Linked DNA regions of Rattus norvegicus: region 2 is linked to region 1. A link is a contact called in public Hi-C data. All regions are on one chromosome and are shown on one strand. Each heading gives the region's core, a stretch centred on a gene start, on an enhancer-like site or on the middle of the called end of the contact. The rest is flanking DNA. Distances are from core to core; before and after follow the strand shown.

Region 1 (3,422 bases), core at 620-3,119:
CTGGTCCACCTAACAAATCCCAGACTAGCCAGAACTGAGTCGTGAGACCCTGTCTCAAAAATTGAAAGGGGAAGGAGCCAGGAGAAGTCTGGAAAACTTATCTCTAAGAAAGCCTAAGGATGAGAATTGGCCCACTCCTCCCCGTGACTGCCATGCCGTTCTGTGGAGAGCTTGGGAAAGAAAGGAGGTGGCAGGTGAGATACAGGGACCCTTCCGGGAATATTAAACTAGGTGACTATGCCATGACACAGCCAAATTTATACAGAGGACATTGCAGGTTCTTAGACTCCCTTCTCCAGGGCTCAAAGGCCAGTTAAAGAAGGGACAAAAGAGCTTCCCATTGACTACGCTTACTGCCAGAGGCCAGAAATCTCACCACACACACTGGCCTCTCACATGTCCAGGTGGCCTTGCAAAAAGTGGTAAAAGAATGAAGCAGCCATATCCCGCCCTTGTCTTATTTGAAACGGGATTTGGACAGGAGTCACCCATGCTGTAAGGAACAAAGGAGAGGTTGAGGGACTGTCTTTCTTGGTCCTGGACCAACAAGGCTGCTAGGGAAAGCCCTGCATAGATTGGAGGGAGCTTAACAGAAGACAAGAATCATAGCACTAGGAGCTGGAGAGATGGCTCAGAGGTTAAGAGCACTGACTGCTCTTCCAGAGGTCCTGAGTTCAAATCCCAACAACCACATGGTGGCTCACAACCATCTGTAATGGGATCCAATGCTTCTGGTGTGTCTGAGGACAGCGACAGTGTACTCATAAATAAATAAATCCTTTAAAAAAAAAAAAAGAATCATAGCAGTAGAAGGTCCTCAGACAAACTCATGGTACAGAAGAAACAAAGCCAGACAGGTGTGTGGTGGTGGTGGGGTATGTGTTACGGTACACGAATTGGGGTGCACATTGTTGCCTTACCAAGTGTTCCTGTTTGTCTTTATGTTAGAATGTGTGTTGATGTCTCACCCTGTTTGGAGTGTGTGTGTGTGTGTGTGTGTGTGTGTGTGTGTGTGTGTGTGTGTGTGGTGTGTGTGTGTTGGCTACTGTATGTGTGTATTCAGCATAAGAGTGTGCTCAAGCGTGGGGTGTAGCCCATGATGACATTCCCTTCCCTCCCGTCCTTTCCCGAACCCCTCCGTTCCAGTGCCGCTGGCCAGTTCTTCCCGGAGGCAGCACAGGTGGCCTATCAGATGTGGGAACTTAGTGCAGTGTCCCGAGTCGAGGTCAGACCCTCCCCACTTCCTGCTTGACCTCCTAATCACTGGCTTCCCCTTCTGCTTGCATCTTTCCGCTGTGCTGGTTGGCCCCCAGCTGCCCTCTGGTGGCCAACTGGAGCTGAGGCGTCTTACATCTGAAGCTTCCACATCCCTGCACTGGTTCTAACAGCCCAGGGAGTGTTCTGCCTGCTCTCTACTAACAAGGCTTCCTCCAGTGAGCCCTGACTGGTTCCATGAGGACCTCTGCATCCTGGGCCTGGCAGCTGGGCTTTGCACACTGAGAGCAGAGAGGGCACCCCTGCTACTGTTTACTGCGTTACTGCAGGATTCAGGGGTTTATTCCTGAGCACTGTCATGCCTGGGGAGTCCACACAGGACAGGACCAAAGGTTTCACAGAGGCTCCTGGCAAACTACTCTAGATACTGCTGGGTCCTCACCTTCCCCCTCGGCCTCTATGTCTGAACCTTTCAAATGAGGCGGTTAGACGTGGCAGTCCTGGTTGGTCTAAGGCTCTTGAGCTCTGAAGTTCTATTCTACCCTAAATTCGAAGGCAAAGGCTGGCACTGCGGGAGGTCTCAGGTTATATGAGGAATGAGCTGGGCTTGGCCAATGGAAGCGCCTCCCACAGTGTTGAGTAAAACCCAGTTCCACCAGCCTTTCCGATAAGTGAGGATAAATGGGCTTGTCGCCACGTCTGTGCTCCACGAGGTGCCTGCCCTCTTACACAGAGAGCCCAGGGAGCTGGCCAAAAGTTCAGTGCCTTTGGCAAGCCATGGCCTCTTAAATTTGGTGACCTTTAACTTAAGTGGGGGCTGGCATTACGTTCATTTTTATGAACGATCATCTGTTAATGACATAGGATAATTTTTTTTCTAACTTGTGGTAGTATATAAAGTATAAAATTATTTTTATTGCAAAGCTAGGGAGATAGCTCAATAGCTTTTGATTTAATTGCCAACGCTGGCGGGGGGGGGATTCACCTATTTCTTAAATTGATAAGTATTTCTTAAATGTCTGTTATATGTCAGGGACCTGTTAGCACAAGAGGATATATAAATATATACAGAAGGTTAGGCACGGTGGTGCCTGGTTTTAAACCCAGCACTCAGGAGGCAGAGGCAGACAGAGCTCAATAAGTTCGAGCCCAGCTGGTTAAGGGCACTGACTGCTCTTCCAGAGGTCCTGAGTTCAATTCCCAGCAACCACATACATGGTGGCTCACAACCATCTGTAGTGGGATCCTTGTGCCCTCTTCTGGTGTACAGGCATATATTCAGGCAGGACACCATGCATATATAATAAACAAATAAATCTTTAAGAAATTATTGCCTTTTATGAGTATTTAAATGCACTTCAAAATAGATCTATCAGAAGGTGTTGCTCAGAATGGCAAGCATCCCTCTCCTGACTACTCTAAAGAAAGTTGTTTAAGCAAAGGTTGGTCATGATGACGGCCTTTCATCCCAGCATTCAAGGAGGCAGAGGCAGGCAGATCTCTGGGCTTGAGGCTACCCTGGTCCACATAGTGAGTCCCAGGCCAGATAGAGTGACACGGTGAGACCCCTCTCTCCAAACAGAATAAAATAACTGCAAAACCCCAAATTCACTTAAGCAAAATTAAAAAGAAATGGCAGATATGGAGAGAGCAGCATGGACGTCATTGGGTCAGGACTGAAAAACCACTTCTGCTTCTGAGTCTTTTGGCCTCCTTACAGGGAGCCATGGCTACACCAGGCATCGGGGCCCTGGGGCAGGGTGGGTGGGGCTGAGAGGCCCCAGGGGAATGTTCAGCCTTAGGAGCTGGGACAGAGCCAAGTCTGATTGCAGAGGCTGTCCCTTCCCTGTCCAGCACTCACCTGTCCCCAGGCCTGAGACTCTCTGCTCTCTCAGCCCTGGGTGGGCTTTGTCTGCTGTGCCTCCTTCCCCAGGCTGCTTGGGACTCAGTCTGGAAAGCCCTTGGCACTCTGCATGCTCCTGTCTGGACCTGGCTCCCCACGGGTCTCCATTCACCTGCTGAGCCTCTTCCTCCCTCTCACAGCTGAAGGGTACCGTGCGTGCGGCCAACGATTTCAACCCCGATGCTGATGCCAAGGCCCTGCGGAAAGCCATGAAGGGAATTGGTAAGAGTGACAAGAATCAGAAAAGGCCTCTTGGCTGCAGCCAGGCAGGTTTGGCAGTAAGGGGCTGAGTAAGAGGGTCTGG
Region 2 (3,265 bases), core at 28-2,527, 99 kb before region 1:
AGAGTCTAGTAAGTGGCCAAAACAAAACCAGCCATATCTTGAGTCGCTACAGTGCAGGGTCATAGGACCAGACAATGATAAAAGAAGACCCCAGGATTCCGAAAGCTCGGTCAATCACTAGTCACTGCAGACTCAAGTTCTGTACCCATAAGCCTCTAGAGAACATGGTGATGACAGTCAGCGGGGTTCAAAAGTATGGCTGAGTGATCTTGAGTAAAGTCCCTCATGAGCAAAAGGAGGTTGGTGCCTGCAATGCCCGAGTCCCTCCAAATTGCCTAACTGAGCACCGAAAGTTGGAATGGAACCCACAAACAAAGCATATATGAGAAACGGGAATATCTGCAAGGCCTACTGCCTCTAACAGGGCTCCACCTCACAAGGCGAGCTGCGGAGCCAAGACTATCAGTCCCACACTAGGAGACATCAAGAGACAAGTTGACTAGCCTCTGGGACAGTGAGGTCAAAAGTTCCTTCCTCCCACAAGTAACATCACCCTGCATCTGACCGAACAAGGCCAAGGCCATACTGGCCCTAACTGCACTATTCTTTTGGCATTCTGCAAACACCGGGTTCATGAAAGCCCTCACCCTATGCTGACATCACACACATTTTATACACCAAGGCTAAGATTGTCCATAACACCTTCCCCCTTTATCCAGCCGGCTGGCAGGAGGGATCTGGAGGACCTGCACTTTGGGCCACCACAAAAGGCAATGGAACTGGGCTTTTCCCTCAGAATGACCGAACTTCCCTTTCCCGGGGGTCTGTAGCGTGGAAAATGAGAGACAGGGAAGTGAAAGACTGGCAGGAGATGGAGGGTCTCAAAGGCTCACAACTAGGTGCAGTGGGATCACACGGCTGGCCCTCTGTCACCTGGTAGCCAAGTTTGAAACCCCTGGCCTGATTCAACCCTCTCACAGCAGAAAGAGCTCAGAGCTAAGCAGAAAACAGTGAAAGAGGAGGGCGGGGAGTGCAGCGAGTTACACGCTGAGATCCTGGGTCTGGGGCAGGAGCGTTCGAATCGCTGCTCTGCACCCGGAAAGGATGGGACAGGACGCTTCGGAGGACAGGAGCCCCTCTAGGACAATCTGGACCCATCAGCCGCTGAAGGCCTGCTCCAGGATCAGGGGCACTCACGCGCTTCGAGATGAGGCGCGAAGGGGCGACAGGGCCAGCGAACAGCAAGCCCAGCACGAACAGCAAGCCCAGCACGAGCAGCAGCGGTACACGACGCATGGCGACGGTCCTCGAGGTCGGTCTAGGCACGGCGACTCTCCAGTGCCTTTAAAGCCAGCAGGTCCCTATTGCAATGCCTGGCTGCGCTCAGCGCTCCGCCCCGCGGGGCAGAGATTGCAGGCCCTAGGCGGGATTTCTCCGGTCACGCCCCAAGTACCGCCCACTTCGGCCCCACCCTCAACGGCCTACTGAGGGGGCAGAGCCAGGGGAGGAAGGGGCGGAGCTAAGTGCTGAGAAAAAAAAGGCTCTGCGAAAGAGGCGGAGCCGATTGAGGGCGGAGCGAAGGGGCGAGTCTAAGGGGGCGAGAAGGGCTGAACGCGAGGGGCGGGGGCTACGTAAGGGGTGGGGCTAAAGGTGGGAGGGGCAGGGCGGAGTGCCAGGGCGGAGGAGAATGCAGAAACAGGGCTCAGCGCGCCGCCGGGCTAGGGGGCTGGGGGGTGGGGGGGAAGATAGGCAGAACTTGCTGGGCGTGGAGGGGCGAGGCGGAGCGAAGCTCTGGGGTGTGTCTAGGGAGGTTCAGTTGTTTTCCCTTTTAGGTTCTTCTCTATAGAGTCAAAGCTCCCCGACAGTTTCCTGCTTCTGTCCTCTCACATTGTAACTCCCTGGCGTCTGGTTGTTGGCATTTAACAGTATCTAAAACGCTGCCAGGCCCCCTGAGGCTTTTAGTCCTAAGGAAGCACCTGCGCCTGAGGATGATGGGGGTGGTGGCGCCTATCGCCGGCCGGAGTCTGTTTAGACACCAAAGTTCATTTTCCAAGGTACAAACAAAATACCAGGAATGTCGACAGAAAGAGCATATACACTATCAGCGTGATAGCCCGAGGAGTTCGAGACCTCCACTCAGGCCAAACTGGGCTTCATCGCTGAAAAAGAATTTTAGGACCTATGGAGAAGCATAGTTGGTGATTTTAAAACACACTGGAAAGTAGATTTGTGGCCTTCTCAAAGACTCAATTTCTCTAGTTCTCATTCTGTCTACAAGATTTTGAAAGCCCATTGCTTCACGGGTTTCTGGGAACCCCATCTCTGTTTCTTTATTCGATCATTAAAGTTATGGATTGGCTCCAAAGGTGCTTTGGACAGTGTTTCAAGCTGGTTAGCTAAAACTAGAAACCAGTGAACTTAGACAGGAGCCTGAGTACATGTGCTTCTTGGTAAATGGAATTTCTAGTAAGATTGCTAGAAAACTGTAAACAACTGGGAATGTGGGAAGCCTTAAGTAATATTTAATTGTGCTGGGATTCTTGCTTTTCTGCTCCAACTAGATTCCAGTTGAAGGGGCTCCTTTTTCTTTATCTCCCTTGAATTTTTCCTTATCTTCCTTCTGTAGGAAATAAATCATGGGGCTAGAGAGATGGCTCTGCAGATAGGAGCATTGATTGCTCTTCCAGAGGTCCTGAGTTCAATTCCCAGCAACCACATAGTGGCTTCACAAGCATCTGTAATGGGTCTGATGTCCTCTTCTGGCGTGTCTGAAGACAGCTACAGTGTACTCACATACATAAAATAAATTTAAAAATCTTTTTTTAAAAATAGAAAAGAAAAAAGAAATAAATCACTATGGTGTGTCTTGAGTCAGGGCTACACTTAGAACCTGTCAGAGTTACAGATTAGGCAGGAGGTTCGAGGAACCTCTCTCCCCTTAGCAGGTGGCTGTCACCTGTTGAAAACTGTAACCATTGGAGGGTTGTGGGCAGTCCTCTGAGCTACATGGAGCAGTCTCAAGCCCCAAGATGGTCCTTAGATAAGGCTGTGTCCTAAACCAATAGGATAAACAACTTGGGGAGGTGCTGTGCTAAAAGAACAAATTATGAGGGAGAAAGGGAAGGAACTTCTCAGTATCAGGACTTTAAAACCACTGTCTTAACCAGTTCAACAACCCAGCTATTTTTGCTTTTTCTCTATGTCCCTTTCTGTAGAATTTTTTGCTTTTCTTTTTCTTTTTTTTTAAGATTTATTATTTTATGAATGCAAGTATACTGTCTTCAGACACACCAGAAGAGGGCATCAGATCTCAGTACAGATGGTT

The links. Hi-C and Micro-C count contacts between places; a contact is called where the count stands out from the background.
Region 2: a Hi-C map of liver shows a contact between it and region 1, with 2.8 times the contacts expected there. The contact joins the promoter of Gm2a here to the enhancer-like site in region 1. A contact is called at or near these places in 7 of 12 Hi-C or Micro-C datasets (the A7r5 cell line, Schwann cells, frontal cortex and 4 more).

Annotation. Positions count from the first base shown.
Region 1 is chr10:39,619,483-39,622,904 of GRCr8, reverse strand. It overlaps Anxa6 (annexin A6), which reads left to right. Exons shown (of 26, transcript NM_024156.2): 14 at 1,147-1,225; 15 at 3,259-3,340. Among named protein-coding and RNA genes, the nearest start is that of Anxa6, 36 kb to the left of the region's middle. Within about 2 kb of position 1,869, at least 3 of the 93 cell types and tissues checked have an H3K27ac peak or open chromatin away from gene starts, as enhancers often do. A contact at or near this core is called in liver, where this site is marked.
Region 2 is chr10:39,717,931-39,721,195 of GRCr8, reverse strand. Gm2a (ganglioside GM2 activator) reads right to left here and starts at 1,277. Exons shown (of 4, transcript NM_172335.2): 1 at 1,138-1,277. The coding sequence starts at 1,236.